Regions from separate parts of the Mus musculus genome. Here region 2 is linked to region 1. Evidence: chromatin contacts called from public HiChIP or PLAC-seq data. All regions are on one chromosome and are shown on one strand. Each heading gives the region's core, a stretch centred on a gene start, on an enhancer-like site or on the middle of the called end of the contact. The rest is flanking DNA. Distances are from core to core; before and after follow the strand shown.

Evidence for each region. HiChIP or PLAC-seq counts read pairs in DNA pulled down with a chosen protein or histone mark.
Region 2: an H3K4me3 HiChIP or PLAC-seq map of bone marrow-derived macrophages shows a contact between it and region 1, with 5 times the contacts expected there. The contact joins the promoter of Reep1 here to the enhancer-like site in region 1. A contact is called at or near these places in 7 of 39 promoter capture datasets (the C10 cell line, the HPC-7 cell line, cranial neural crest and 4 more), 1 of 115 datasets of contacts at active chromatin or transcription factors (bone marrow-derived macrophages) and 1 of 9 other capture datasets (liver).

What each region holds. Positions count from the first base shown.
Region 1 is chr6:71,220,754-71,228,481 of GRCm38.p6, forward strand. Smyd1 (SET and MYND domain containing 1) reads right to left here. Exons shown (of 10, transcript NM_001160127.1): 6 at 4,579-4,768; 7 at 175-267. Among named protein-coding and RNA genes, the nearest start is that of Fabp1, 25 kb to the left of the region's middle. Within about 2 kb of position 3,803, at least 23 of the 459 cell types and tissues checked have an H3K27ac peak or open chromatin away from gene starts, as enhancers often do. A contact at or near this core is called in the HPC-7 cell line and bone marrow-derived macrophages, where this site is marked.
Region 2 is chr6:71,704,993-71,712,720 of GRCm38.p6, forward strand. It overlaps Reep1 (receptor accessory protein 1), which reads left to right and starts at 2,689. Exons shown (of 7, transcript NM_178608.4): 1 at 2,689-3,009. The coding sequence starts at 2,978.

The DNA of each region.
Region 1 (7,728 bases), core at 2,553-5,052:
GCGGGCATTGAGAATATGTCCTTAGTGGGTGCTAAGATGGAAGGGCATGAAGAGAAACAGCCTTCCAGGAGTGCAACTTGTTCAGTGGTCTCCCTTTTCTCTTCACATACCTCCCTCCCTCCCTCCCTCTCCATCCTCTTCCCCATCACTGTCTTCTGTTAAAAGTGCTCTCACCTCGTGATACAAACCCTCGGAGCGAGCCTTGTCTATTTTTTCCAGTGTATCCTTTGAGAATTGTATCATCTCCTTCACCACTTCCTGGGAGGGCTGGGAAAGAGAGGGACATCCAGTTTGAGATCACCTCATGGGGCGGCCCATTCTATCTCTGAGTACCAGAAGGCTGGGAATGTAATTCCATGGAAGAGCACTTGCCTTGCATGCATAATGCCCAAGGTTCAATCCCATCACTACCAGAAAAGAAAGAAAGAAAAGTTAACTCTCTTCGAGTATCTGCCATCTTGGACATTCACTGTAATACAGGGTCAGAGCCCTCTGAATTCCGAATGTCTCATTTCTCCAAGTGTGCTAAAGACCCCTTGTCTTTGCCAACTGCTTCTTTGTGCTTCTTTTGCTCACTTTCTTAATTTAGAGTCTTTTGGTTTTTGAGGATTTTACACATGAGAACTGAATCCACATTATTTCTATCCCTTTTTTTTCTACTTCAATCTCTCCCATGTTCCCCCATTCCCTCTCAATGCTCCTCACACATATGCCCACATACACTTGTGCACACACACACATACGGTAAGGATGACCACTTGACTCGAATAACTTACCAGGAAGCTCACCCCTGGAGAAAATGGATGCTCCCTCTCTCAGCAGCCATTGACTATCCGTAGCTTTTCACTTAGGGGTGGGGCCTTGTAAGAGCTTCTCTGTCTATACAGGTTGCATGGACTATTGCTCTTATTCAGATTTTGCTTAGGCAACCACTTCGTTGAGGTTTAATGGGCGTGGTTTTCCTGTTGTGTCTAGAAGATACTATCTCACAGCAGGCATCCTGGTCCTTTGGCTCTTAGAATCTTTCTGCTCCCCTTTCTGTAATTTTCCCTGAGCCTTGGGTGTAGGGGCTGCATTGTGGGTCTATCAGTTGGAGTTGGTCACTTTATGGTCACTTGTCCTGTGCAATTTGACCAGTTGTGGATCTCTGTCATAGACTGGGCAAAAAGAAGCATCTTTGATGAGGAGTGAGAACCACACTTATCTAGGAATAAAAGCATCAGTATTTAGAATACAGCTAGAAATTACATTGGTTTAGAAAAGTCGTAGGCTCTCTGCTGGGCTCCATGGCCTCCCCAGCAATGGGTAGGTATTTTTACAGTGCATGAATTCTGACTGTGCTTGGACCTTACGTCCAATTAAACATCTGTCGTTTACTGCCAAGATGAAGTTGTCACTATCGCATCATTAAGGATCTCTTGCCAGCCAGTCATCACTGTGGCTTTTAGGCTTTCATGTGGGTTCTTCTACCAGTTAGTTCTTCCTTGCAAGGTTGCATAGCACCTTCCAATACTCTGAGAGCCAGTCCTCAGGAAAGAAGCCCATCGTTCCTCCAAGTCCTGTCTCTGGTGTGGGATGTCTTCGGCAAGAGGGTCTTGCCTTCAAGCGCTGGGAGCTAACCAAGGGCAATGGTAGTAGCCTATTGTTTCTGGAGTCTCCTTAGACATCACTGATCAACAAATGAAAGGGAGGTTTCCTGTATCTAGCACTGGAGGTTTTGTTAGACGGTCTACAGGGTTTTTTTGTTTTGTTTGTTTATTTTTTGAGGGGGGAGCATTATCTGTTTTTATTCTCATTTTAAACTTTGGTTTTGAGACAGGGTCTCTCTATTGTGTAGCCCAGGGTGTTCTGGAACTCACTATGTAGACCAAGCTGGCCTCAAACTCATAGAAATCAACCTACTTTATTTTCCTGAAATTAAATGCCCCGCCACACCCAGCCAATAAATGTAATTTAAATGTTTTAAAATAGAAAGCCCAACTTGGTGTCTAGAAAAATACTAGAAAGATTTTCCTTTGAATCTAGTTAGGTTCAAGAAGAAACCATCAATCTTTTCTCAGAGACATGTCAACCTGAGAGACATCAGCACATTATCACCACTGGCAATTTATCTACAGTGATGGAGTAGGACCTCAGACCACCATCACCTTCTGAACTGCAGAAACCCATCCAAAATATATAAAGACTTAAACTACTATGTATTGTAGAATTTTGAAAGGTATACAGAGGATCTTGTCTACTTACCAAACCAAACCAAACAAAACAAAACAAAACAAGAAACAAAAAACAAAACAAAACAAAAAACACACAACACAACAAAACAAAACACCCTAAAAAACAATAGTAACAGTATATAAGTCCTTTGATTCTGAAGGGGGAAAAAAGAGGTTGTTCCTGTTAAAAACATAATCCTTGACCCAAACTATTTTATTTCCTGTTTAGGAGGATGAATTAAATGTCTCTACCCCGTGCTCCAATGACCAACTGGTCACAGCTTGCTTCTGTTTCTTTCTGCAAGGATATTGGCTATTCTTGCATGTCAAAGTGTGTGTGCATGTCTTTTAAGTTTCACAACACGATAAGAAGACATGTTGTTATGAATCGAGTGCCACTCTCTCAAAATCATATGTTGAGATCCTAAGCCCAAAGATCTCAGAATGCAGTCTGACTTGCAAGTAGCATCCTTGCAGATACAATGACCTAAGATGAGTCATGGTGAATGAAGTAGGGTTGATCGCTAGCCCCACACAACTGGTGACCTCATTTAAAAAAAGAGGACCAACAAGCAAAGGGGAAGATGACGCAAAGAGGAAACTCTGGGGGAAGACAATTCTTCTACAAGCTCAGGAGAAACAGCCAGAATAGATCCTTCCCAAATGGCCTGATGATGGATGGCTGGTATGCCTCTGACTTTCAGAACTGTAAGACCGGTGACACTAAGGTTTAAACTGCCCAGTTTGGGGCATCTGCTATAGCATCTCAAGCAATCTAATATATGCACATAGCATCTTTGGGCCCCTTAACTTGGTTTCCTTGAGGAACAGATCCACTGCAGCACTGCATACAGATACCTGCTTCATTCATAGGAATGGCTTAGGGCATTATTTTCTATTTAAATATTTCCCTGTGTATTGACTTGAGGGTATTTTTTTCCTCTCACTACTTTATTGTTCTTAATAGCACCAGTACAGTCTATCTTTATCTGTGTATCTTATAGCAAACATGTATGTGTCTCTTCTGGGTAGACTCTTAGAAGTAGAACTTCTTGGTGAAGAGGCAGGCGGATTTCTGAGTTCAAGGCCAGCCTGGCCTACAGAGTGAGTTCCAGGACAGCCAGGGCTACACAGAGAAACCCTGTCTCGAAAAACCAAAAAAAAAAAAAAAAAACCAAAAAAAAAAAAAAAGTAAAGAAAAGAAAGAAAAAAAAAGGAAAGGAAAGAAAAGAAAAGAAGAGGAAAGAGAAGAAAAGAATACAAATAAGTTCCTGGCCAGAACATTGTGTAGAGCAGCCCAGGGATGAGAGAGCAAGATGCACTGGGGTGTGGAGGATGTTGTCTCAACATGAGTGAGCACATACACCAGTAGGTAATGGAGCCATGAGACAGATCATATGACTGGAACCCTGGAATCCACCCAGCCCCTCTGTTCTGACTAGGAACATATTTCCTCCCACACACAGGATTCAGAGCGGGGTTATAAGTTCATGTGTGTGTACTCACAGCCACTAGTGGAGTAGCAGTTATAGAGAATCATCTAGCTAACTTCTTGCATACCTCTACTGAGACCTCATTACTGAGGAAGAGAGGAAGCCTTGAAGACTTCCCCTTCCATTTTTAACACTATGATGTGATAGCCAATTATTTTGTACCCTGAGATTTCTGCCCCTTGACAGAATGACAGATTGTTTCCTCTACTCATACATTCAGAAAATGGCCTGAGCCTTTTGACAGAGTTCTCCCAACACTGAGAACAGTGGCCCCATGTCTGTACTAACCCACCCTCCACCCCTGTGTGCTCCAAGGGAGGAAACGGAATTGGCATCTTGTCTCGTTTCTGCTTCTTGTTTATACTGCTATGTAAGTGTTGGATATTTCACTTGAATTTTTGGCATGTGGCTTTAACTGGCTACTTTGTCTCCTGACAGCTCAGGTCTCTCCCAGCTCAGCTGAGCTCCTGGCATCCCCTTGGCAAGCCTGCCCCATCTCCATAGTACCTATCTCAACACAAGGAAATCCATAGCAATCCCTTTGCCCATTGGATTTTGATCTGAAGTTCTCCACATTAATTAACCTGCACAGGCTCTGCACAGGCTGAGGGGTAAGGAACTGGATCCTGCTGAGTGCCCTGTGCCAAGCCTTTTGTGCAGGTCATCTTGCCCAATGTTCATAATAACCATGTAGTCAGGTCGTTGTTATCCTTTCACAGGGAAGACTGGCTTCTTCAGACATCCCCAGGTCAGCTGGGACCTGCCTGCCCCGCTCTTCTCTCCATCCCACGCCACCCCTCAAGGCTATACATGCCACCCTTGCCCAGCTGCTGGGAAGGCAGCCTCGGACCCTGAAGCAGGGTGGTGTGTACCTTGGGGTCTTCCTTCGCTGCCAGGAAGAGGTCGTCCTTCAGCCCCTTCTGGCAGTGCTCACAGGAGCAGTCAAAGTAGTACTGTTTCTTCAGCTGCCGCCTGCGCTCCTCACTGAGGTGCAGGAAGTCTATGTAGGACACAGTCAGCTCCTCGCCTTCTGAGATCTTGCCCAGGGCCCGGAGCTCAATCCTGAAGCAAGACAAGAAAGTCAACAGAACCCCCGGCCGATTAGCATTCTCCAGGGCTTCCAGCAAGCCGGCTTCAATGGCAACAGCCTCCACTAAGGCGCTGAGAAAATGCCTACTTCCTCCAGAAAGGTCACAACCTAAAAGCAGAGCTATCACTCTCATCCAGTGTCACATCTGCTCCATTCAGTTAACTTTTCTGGAACTGGTTCAGATAGAACCAGATAGACCAGATAGAACCTGATCCTATAAAGGACCAGGCTTGGTCTTAAAGCCCTATACAGCGACTATGCCCAAGGTTTAATACACTCATCTACTGATCAGCTGTCACAGGATAGGAATAATAACAAGGAGAAAACAAAAAAAGATTCAGAAATCATTTTCCTAGTTTGAAGACCACATCCTCTGTAACACACATGTGAAGCTGCTACCATCTCGGCCCATTCTGTGCTAAACCTTTTATGGTTCCTTGTTCTTTATGCATAGGTTCAAGCTCAGGACTACATTATGTAGAGAACGTATGCTCACTGGAGACCACCAAAGGAATCTAAATATAAAGAGAGGCTCCTAATCTGATTCACTTTCGCGTTTGTAAGAAGATGGTTCTAACTGTTCGTTAGCAACAGTATTTTAAATTTTTATTTCCTCTCAATCTAGGCATGGCCCTCTGGTTACTCAGAAAACTACCCGCCTTACTGTTTAATAACACAGAAGGTGCTGAAGTGAAAAAGACCACTGACAGCCATCCAGCTACGCAGCACAGTCCATCTCAGACAGGCACCTCTCAGCCATGCCTCTCTACCACAGTCAGACTGCAGGGCGGGGGGGGGGGGGGAGTTGGGGGGGAAGAAGGGGGAGAAGGAAGAGGAGGAGGAAGAGAGGGAGGACGAGGGTCTGAGAAGGAGGAGAGGGAGAAAGAGGAAAAGTGGCAAGGCTCAGTCCTCAGTTATGTTCCTGTAGCCCCAGGAGCCTGGAGTTTCACTGACCAGGTAGTAAGTGGCAGAAAGCAGCAGACTGGGGCAGAAATTCTTGGTCATCACTCCTAGAAAGATTGTCAAGCACCATGTGAAAAGCAAGACCCCAGGACCCCAGAAAGGTCCAAAGACACCCCCTTCCCAGTCTTCTTTGAAGATGCAGAAGCAGATGCTGAGTGACAGGGATATGCAGGCCCCACTCTCTGGGCTGACTACTTAAGGTTCCAAAGCCTTGTGCATAAGTGGGGGACACGTGATAATGTTGGGGGCCGAGCCGGGAGTGTGGCTCAGTAGAAGACTGCTTCCTAAGCACGCATGGAGCCGAGAGCCACGGCTCAGTTCTCAGCACTGAAGTCAGGGAAGGGGAGAGAATGAATGTGTATAAATCCAACTGAATGGTGCTTTGGAAAGCCTGTCTGCTGCCCAACTCTCACTCCTTCATTTCCCTTGAAAGGGGCAGGAAAAACCGGGGCACTTTCCATATTCTGTCTTATAAGATACAATTAAACTCCCAGTTGTAGATAGGAGTCTGCATATACGTGTTACTGATAAATCAACACTGGTTTGCTCTGAGGTAACTATTACCAACACAGGCACACACACATGTGCACAAACATACACAGCCCAGATGCCACAATAATATTGGCACACTGACTAGACCCAGCATTTCACGAAGTGTCTTGGTCCAGACATCCACAGAATGAGGAAAGAGTGCTAGGAATTATAGCACAGACACTGCGAGTCTCAGAGGCGTGGCTGACTGAGCTCCAGGGTGACTGACCTTCTGCTGGTAGAGGCGACATGGAAGGCAGCTATTTCTGAAGCTGTAGTCTGCTACCTCCGCAGACCCTTGGCTCTCTGAATAGAACACAGTTTAAAATGTTAATCCCTGGTGGTGCCAGGCAGCTGGAGCTCCGGCATTCCAGGAATGCTTTCCAGTTGTCTCCAAAGGGTATAGCTGAAGTGACAAAGACAAATGGGGGAGGGAGGCTCCTGCTCACTGCTTTCTGAGAAGCCTGGTATTTCCAACCTGTAGAGAACCCTCATTTCACAGAGAAGGCTGCCTACATGAGAGAAATAAGTCATTTCCCTCAAAATCCCAGTGGGAGGCAGAGCCAAGATTAGAATTTAGGTCCTTTGTATCCTTCAGACTGGCAGCTCATGGCTTTCAGCTGCCCCCTGGGTCTGTGACAGATACACGACCAAGGGCCTTATTTATATGGCTCCACTAGTGTTCTAAAATGTCCTATGTGAGCTACTCCTGGGCAGTGAGGACAGTGGAAGGCTCAAGTTGGAAGCATTCCTCTGCTGAGCTACATCTCCAGCCTCCATAGTCTATGTTTTGGGCATATTTGGGGGACTAAGTATTCCCCTGGAGACCCTTTACAGAGCCGGCCACTATAGTGACAGATCATGATGCAGTGTGATTCAGTGGCAGTGGCAGATTGATTGGTACTTTCAGACACTCTCCTTCCCACGCAAGGACTCGGGTATATTGGATTGTTTCAATAGTGGGGGGAAAGATCAAAACCAAAGTGAGTGTGGTGGTGCATGCTGTAACACTCTTGAGGATTATGGGTTTGAGGTCAGCCTAGGCTACATAGGAAGTCCAGGGCCAGGGTGGGTTATTCAGTAAGCCCCTATTCCAAGAAAGAAAGAAAGGAAGGAAGGAAAAGGAAGGAAGGAAGGAAGGAAGGAAGGAAGGAAGGAAGGAAGGAAAGAAGGAAGGAAGGAAGGAGAAAGTTGGAGCAGAGAAGAAAAGGAAGAGAAGAAAAATGAAAGAAAACAAGAAGAGGGGAGAAAAGGTAGTAGGATGGCCACAGGAAGGGAGGAAAAAGGATTCCAAAATGAATTAACTTATGTCACTTAAATATAAAAATATGCCTATAATCTCAGCTACTCCAAAGACTAAGGTGGTAAATTCAAGGTCTACCTGGACAAGAGAGCTCAAGGCAAGCCTAAACAAATTAGTGATGGTCTCAAAATAGAA
Region 2 (7,728 bases), core at 1,439-3,938, 480 kb after region 1:
CATCCTTGCAAGCCTCCTTTCTCAGCCTCTTCAACAGCTGGAACTATAGGCCTAGGCCTGTGCTCCCAAGGCCCTGGGGAGCTGCACTAGTGCATCCCTCTACCCCTCAAAATGGCTGATAGGTCTCCTGGTCTCATTAGTGTGTGTGGTGGAAGAACATGGAGAGAAGCGTGGGGAGGACTCAGAAGATCCTCCTTGCTTGGTTGTCTTGTTGTGGTTTTGGAATATGTATGATGTGTATATGGTGTGTATGTGTATGGTATGGTGTGTATGGAGTGTGTGTGTGTGTGTGTTACGTATATGTACTTCTATGTGTATGGTGTGTAAATCAGAGTTAAACCTCAGCTGTCTTTCTCTTCACCATTCACCATGTTTGGGGCACAGGGCCTCTCACTGGCCTAGAGCACACCAAGTAGTCTAGGCTCTGCTTGTCCAGCAAGCCCCAGGGATCCATTCTTTGACCTCTGTCTCTGGATTACAAGTTTTTATTTGTAACCCAGCTTCTAGGGATCAAACTTAAGACCTGTGCTTGCAAGGCAGGTATTTCAGCGACTGAACATTGCACAGTCCTTGCTGGTTTTTAAAATTTTTGTTCATTTTATTGTTCTTATTATTATTACGGATGTACACTGCGGTACCAAGCTTGTCTGTGGTGTTTTGTTATTTGAGATACAATCTCACATTTGTAGTCTAGGCTGGCCTCAGACTCATGACCCTGCCCCTTCCTCAACCTCCCAAGTTCTGGTATTACAGGCATCTATCACCGTGCCTGGCTTGGCCTTAGGGTATCACTGTCTGGTAAGTTTTCCAAGCTTTTCTCTGTTTAATTTTATAATCTCTAGTAAAGTATGGTGAGGCCAGACAATTAAGACAGAACTTGGAAAGAATTCAGGTTTATTTTACTTGTTTTCATCCCTAGAGAGAGCACAAACCATGTAGGCCGCTCAGCTGAGCTTACCACAAGGCAGCAGGAAAGAGGGAGCCATAACAAGGGAGTACTAGGAAGGCAAGGCCAGGCAGGTTTATGATTTCCTAATCTGAGTAACTTCAGTGGGCACTGGAACACAGAAGCATCTCTGGCAGCCTCCCACATAGGTGTATTGTGGCCTGCGGTATGAGGGTTCTATAGAGGAAGTGGTTTGGAACATGAGATTCAATAGCTGCCCAAAAGCGAAATGACCAACCTCCAAATGCTTCAACATTACATTAACCCCCTCTATATCACAAGTAGTTTATGGGTTTTTTTTTGAGACAAAGAAGACATACAGACAAAGAGAAATGAAAGAAGACAACTCTCTCATAGCCCCTTAATTGTCAGAAAGTATTTTCTATCTGTATGTTCATACACTTAAGGGGGGTGAGGGAGAGAGACTGAGACAGACTTGGAATCATGTAGTCCAGGCTGGCCTTGAACTCCCAAGTAGCCATGAATGACTTTGAACTCGCCTTCCTGTCTCCTCCTCCTGAGGGTGAGTGTTACAGGGTCAATTACCACGCCTGGGATTTGGAATGAGGGGGTTGGGATGGCCTTAGGATACTAGCCTGGGCTCCTGTTTCTACCTCCCAAGAATTGGAGTCATAGGCACATGTCACCGTGCATATTCTATCATATTTGAAGGCACTGCCAAAGTCCAAAGTCACCTTGCCTCTGCAAGAAGCCTCATTGGGCAGAGCTCCTTTAGAAAAAGCTATAAACTAGGTCTCTACAGAATTTCTCACACTGGGCACTGAATTTTACACAACTGAATATCTGCAAAGAAGAGCAGGTCACTGGAACCTAAACTACTGGAGGGAGGGAGGGAGCAGCAGAGCCCAGGGATAAAAAGGACAAAGGCTTTCAAGTGCTATTGAAGTTGGTTCAGGTCCATCCTCAGGATGAGCAAAGCAAGTCACAAAGCCTGGCTGCAAAATTTAAAGGGACACCATAAAATTCCGTGATCAAGACAAATCCTATATGATGCAATATTTTAAAAATGCATTGACGTGTTGATACTGAACGCGGTTTCCATTTTGCCCAAGATGCCACATGGCTCTGTTAACACTGCTGGGTCATGATGTATGATGCCCTTCGGCTCTCATAGCCCTCCGAGCTGAGGCTGGAGGACGAATCAAAGACAGAAGTGAATGTATGGACAGGGAATGTCTGAGGTGTGGGTCTGTGAGACCGCTCCCCTAGTGCTTGCCGCCATGGCTGATGATGGCCCGAGCTATCACCGGGACAACTGCATTGAACTGACTCCTGCATGTTGACCTCTGACGTGTGTGTGTGTGTGTGTGTGTGTGTGTGTGTGTGTGTGTGAGAGAGAGAGAGAGAGAGAGAGAGAGAGAGAGAGAGAGAGAGAGAGAGAGCTGCAGTAGAAACAACTGAAGGGACACGCGGTGACTGGTGATGGGGTTGCAGTCAAAGAGATCGAGTTGGGACACTAGAGCTGTCAGTAGGCAGACACTTGCTGAGATGTTGACTTATGGGATGCTAGTTGAAGGCTTCAGGTTTCTCCTGAGGCTAGCGTATTATCTAAGTGAAGAATGACAGAACCTCGTCTAGACAGGTGTAGGCAGGATTTCAAAGTCCAGATTCAGACCTCAGTTTCCCCACTTCACCTAGTGAAGGTGAGGCAGCCCTCCCTGGGGGTTCGGAGGCCCAGTGCACTGAGCCACCGCACCACACGGTTTCACAAGGAGGGCGGAGGAGGACCCGCCCTGGCTGCAGCTCTGGGGCTGGGACGATCGGAGCAGGGGCGGGTCGCGCTGGTGCCCTCACCGCTAGCCGCCCAATCGCCGTGGGCCCGCGGAGCCCCTGGGGGCTGGGGCAGCGGGCGGAACGTGCCGCGGCTGCGCCAACGCGCGAGCGCGGGGCCGGACCGGGCGGGTGCGCTCAGTCTGGCGGCAGCGGCGGTGCACAGACAGACAGACGTGCCGGGAGCGCAGCACCGCCCGCAGCCCAGCAATCCGGGCCGCGCCAGCCCGCCCGCCCGCCATGGTGTCGTGGATCATCTCCAGGCTGGTGGTGTAAGTGGCCTCTTCTCCTGTGTCCCTTCTTCCCTTCCCTCCCGATCCCCATGTCCCCTTAGGGCCGCGCGCCCCTGCGAACCACCAGCCCCGGGTCGCTAGCTATTAATACCCGGCGGTCGCTAAATTTAGCAGGTACAGTAGCTGCCTGGGGACGCGGGCAGCGCGAGGCGGCGTAGGACGCGCGACGCTACAGACCCATGGGTAGCCGCGGGCGCAGGCGGCGCCTTGCAGGGAGACCGGGGCGTGGGTCCCCGCACGATGGTGGAGTTGCCGGGGCTGGGCAATGGGTCTCGCCTTCTCTCTGTTGCTTTGTTCCATTCCGGGTGGGGCGGATTTGCAGAGGCCCCGAGTGGGTGCTCCACGCGTTCTCTCTCCTTTGGAAGAAAATGCCTTGGGCTCGCCTGCCGCCGCGCTTTGTCGGGTGAAAATGACATACAGTCCAGACAAGCCAGGGGCGCTGCCTGAAGGGGTCATCGCGGAGATGAGTAGCCAGATGGAGGTGGGGCACTCAATGAAGTGGGAAAATACTCCTTTTTAGGTTTTTCAAATAGACAGAGGCAAAGGCAGGTGGCAAGTACATTAGTGTGCATCTTGGAGTAGATGTCTTCCTTCCTCTTGCCTGCTCTCCTTTGCAGGGGTTTGAGAGACAGGGGCAGGCATCTCTAGGAATGCACAGGGAAATTTCCGAGTGACAGACAGCACCCCTTCCCCCCACCCCCCAAGGGCGGTGGCAGTGATACCTCCCAGGCGGTGCAGGAGAGCAGAGTCATCTGGGGTGAGGCCTGTATGAAGTCCTTGGGGGATGTGTGATGGGGACTTTTGTTTTATTTCCAATATTGCCTCTCACCTTTCTTACCTGGATCTGGAAGATTGATTTAGCACCTGCTTAGGGGACCTGGGACTGAAATGGGTCTGGGGGTGGGGGGGCTTGGATGAGGAACACGTGCCCAGCATTTTCTTTGTCTAAGAAAGAGGGGCTATTAACTCCCTTTGACAGTGCAGGGCACACACATCTCTTTTCTCCTCTTCTGAACTGATTTGCAAAGCCATCCAGGAGAGCCGTCTTTAAAGTCCTGGCCATTGTCTCCCAGGCATCATTCTGCCCATTGCTCCCAAAGCCCATCAAGTTACTCCACAAGGGTCTCTCCAACAGCTGTTGTCAGCTGCTGGGGGTTTGTTTTGTACCTTCAGGTGGCATGTGAAATATTTCGATTTCTGTGGCATGGCTGGCATCAATAATAGGGAAGCCACCGGCATGCCTTGCCACGCCTCACGCCTGACTAAAGCTTGTCTTCTCTGCAGTGTCAGTTTCTTTCCTGGGGTCTTTGGATTTGCTAGTGACCCCTGGAGGACCTCAGGGCGGGGCCATGGAGCACTTGCTTGCCTGGTGGGCTTTCTCTGTAAGTCCTCAACCAGGATCATGCAACCATTCTGGTTTTCTTGTCATCTCCCACATAGGGGGTAACTGAAAGGGGGGACTAAGATGTGGGATGTGGGAGGGGCTGCAACAGTGTGTTGGTATCTTCTGAAGCAACCACACCTTGAAGAACTAAGACTTCGGATGACGTAAATGACCAAGAGAATTGCTCCCGGTCTACAACTACCCTCTGGCACCAGAGGTTGGTGGGATTTGAAGCACCTTTAAAAGATCAAGGATTCTTCCTACCCTGTTCCTAATTCACAACTAAACCCAACATGAATTATTAACACCAGTTTTAATCACATTTCTATTTCATATTAACAATGCCTGTTATATAGTATTAGCTGGTGTAAATAGACCAAAATCCAGCTACATCTCTGCTGCAGAAGGAAATGTCATTGTAAAATAGGGGAGTTATAGTCTTAAGAATATTACTTATTCTTATATATGTGTTTTGATTCAGCTCAATATTCTACATAGGTAAAGGGACATTTTATGGTGCAGTGCCAAGGCACGGGACTGGGAGATTGTGTTTGGAACCAAGAAAATAAATGGTTCAAAATCCAAATCTGCCTCTTGCCAGCAGATCCTAGTTCATAGCCCTGATTACAACAGATCTCAGTTCCCAAGCTAGTTCACTGCACATTACTGTTGCAGAGGTTTCGATCACACGTGACATGTGGATTCCCAAGCACTGTGGCGAACATAAATCAATGGTGATCCCACCGATCCTCAGGGTACACTGCAAAAGGATGTAAGCACTGCAAGAGGACGGACAGCTTCCTCTTATTTTATACATTGAGGTTCTAGATGAAACAAAATTTGGACAACATATAGGTTTACTACTAATAAAAAAAAATCACTAATCCAGTCCTCTACCCTCATCTATAAAACTGCAGAGGGAATGACCCTTGACCAAGGTCAAAAGACTAGAAGAAACTGAGTTCAGGATGTTCAGACTGGTGGATCCATAGCCAAAGGCCCCTGATGGTTATGCTGAGGCTATCCCTTTAAGACCCCCCCTTAGCCCTCTGGTCTGAACTTGTGCTACAATTTTGTTCATAAATCCCATTTCCTTCCTGTGAGTAGTCATTTTAAGGTTCTGTAACTACATCAAAGAATATTTAAGGAAGACCGATCACTGTGTTTGAGGATGCGGAGGGAGTGTCTTCCTGTCTTTATGGTCCCAGTCATCCAACTGGGACAAGCTGCTGCTGCTGCTGCTGTCCTTTCTGCCGCTGGCCATAAGTGTTGTGAGGGCTGATTTCCTCCACAACTCCTTGTCCCCTCCAAAGGCAACGGCTCCTGCCTCTCCGCCGTTTCCATCCCCGACCTCCCACTTTAATTTAAGTACCTGGCTTCTAGGCCCACTTAGCAAACATTGATTTTGGGGATGGAACCCAGAGGCGCTAGGTACAAGGAAAGAGCCTGGTCAGGGCTGCCCTGTGATGATGGGTGTCTCTGGGCATTAGGGCAGCTTGTATCCAGTGGACACAATGAGTGGGCATTGGTTTGACAAATTTCCTTCTGGTCGCCCATGTTCCTCCTGACTTCCTGGGTTCACTTAGAGAGAACTTACCAGAGTCAGTGTAGCAGCAAGGTGGACCTTGTTGGACTGAACCTGCTTAGTGTCTTCATGGGCATGGAGAGCACTTACAATATGCCTGCTTGCCTCTTTATTCGTTCTTAAACAGGGCCTTATGTGGCGAGGCTGGACTCAAAACTCTGTGCACACTAGGCAAGCACTGTACTACCTGAGCCAATCCACAGCTCTCGCCTCTTTTCAAACATGTAGTTTTCTTTACAAATAGCTCAAGACCTAAACATGAATGAAGTTCATACTGGGAGACGATGCTCATGGGTAAACTGATGGAGGGGAACACAGAGGCTGCTCTGTGACTCGGGAGAATGTGCCCTTATGAAGTATCCCAAGAAGCAAGTACTCATTGTCTCTGGCAGAATTTTGGCCAAGGTCCAGATGTTGGCAGAATGGACCCAGAGCCTCCCACGCAGTGTGTGGTTACAAGACGAAAGTCACTCCTCACTACGGAAGAAAAGGAGACTCTCATTCAGTGAAAATGTGTGAATATCTAATGGGTACACTGGAAAAAAAGTTATTTCTTCCTTGCACTATTCTAGAATCACTTCTTTTCTTTGCTGTGCTGAGGATGGAACTCATGGTCTTGTATATGGTGGGCAAGGGCTAGACAGGGGCTAGGCAAGGACCACAAAGGGACTAGGCAGAGTGGCAAAGGCCCTACCACTGACTACACCTACAGTCCTGCCTTAGTTAGGGTTTTACTGCTGTGAACAGACACCATGACCAAAGCAAGTCTTATAAAGGACATTCAGTTGAGGCTGGCTTATAGGTTCAGAGGTTCAGTCCGTTATCATGAAGGCGAGAACATGGCAGCATCCACGCAGGCATGGTGCAGGAGGAGCTGAGAGTTCTCCATCTTCGTGTGAAGGCTGCAAGCAGAATACTGACTCCCACATGGTTAGGAGGAGGGAATTAAAGCCCACTCCGACAGTGACACACTTCTCCCAACAAGGCCACACCTTCAAATAGTGCCACTCCCTGGGCCAAACATATTCAAACTATCACAAGCTCCTTTGCAGATTTTTTTTTAATGTTAGTTTCTGAGGCTTGGGACACAGATAAATTTTTTTTAAAGAGTCCTTGCCAAGCACACACTAAACTGTGCATCTCATAAACATGGTGTGGCATCCCAATAATGCCTGTACTGAGAAGATGGAGACAGGACTCAGGAGTTGAAGAATATCCTTGTCAAGCTTAAGTCCAGCCTAGAACACAGGAAAACCAATCTCAAAACAAAACAAGGGGCCAGTAAGATGACTCACTTAGTAAAACGGGGCTTGCCCCTAAGACTGATAACCTGAATTTGATTCCCAGGTCCCACATGGTGGTGGAAGGAGAGAGCCAATTCCCAAAAGTTGTCCTCTGAGCTCCACACATGAGCCATTGTCTATATAGTCCCACAAAACAAAATCTAATTTAAAAAATAGGGGCTGGTAAGGTGGCTCATCAGGTAAGAGTACTTTCTGCTTCAATCCCTGGAACCCATGGTGGAAAGAAAGAGGTTGTTCTCTTACCTTAGTGCGGCACACACATGCATAAGATGTGGTAAACCCTTTACAAATTAAAGCAAAACAAAACGTTAGCTTTAGCAAAGTACAAAGAGAAGCTGAAGTCTGGCTGGCTCCCAGGAGGAGGATTTGGAGTACAGCAGCATTCATTCTGGGTCAGGGATGTGAAAGAGAGGAGACTGGAAGAA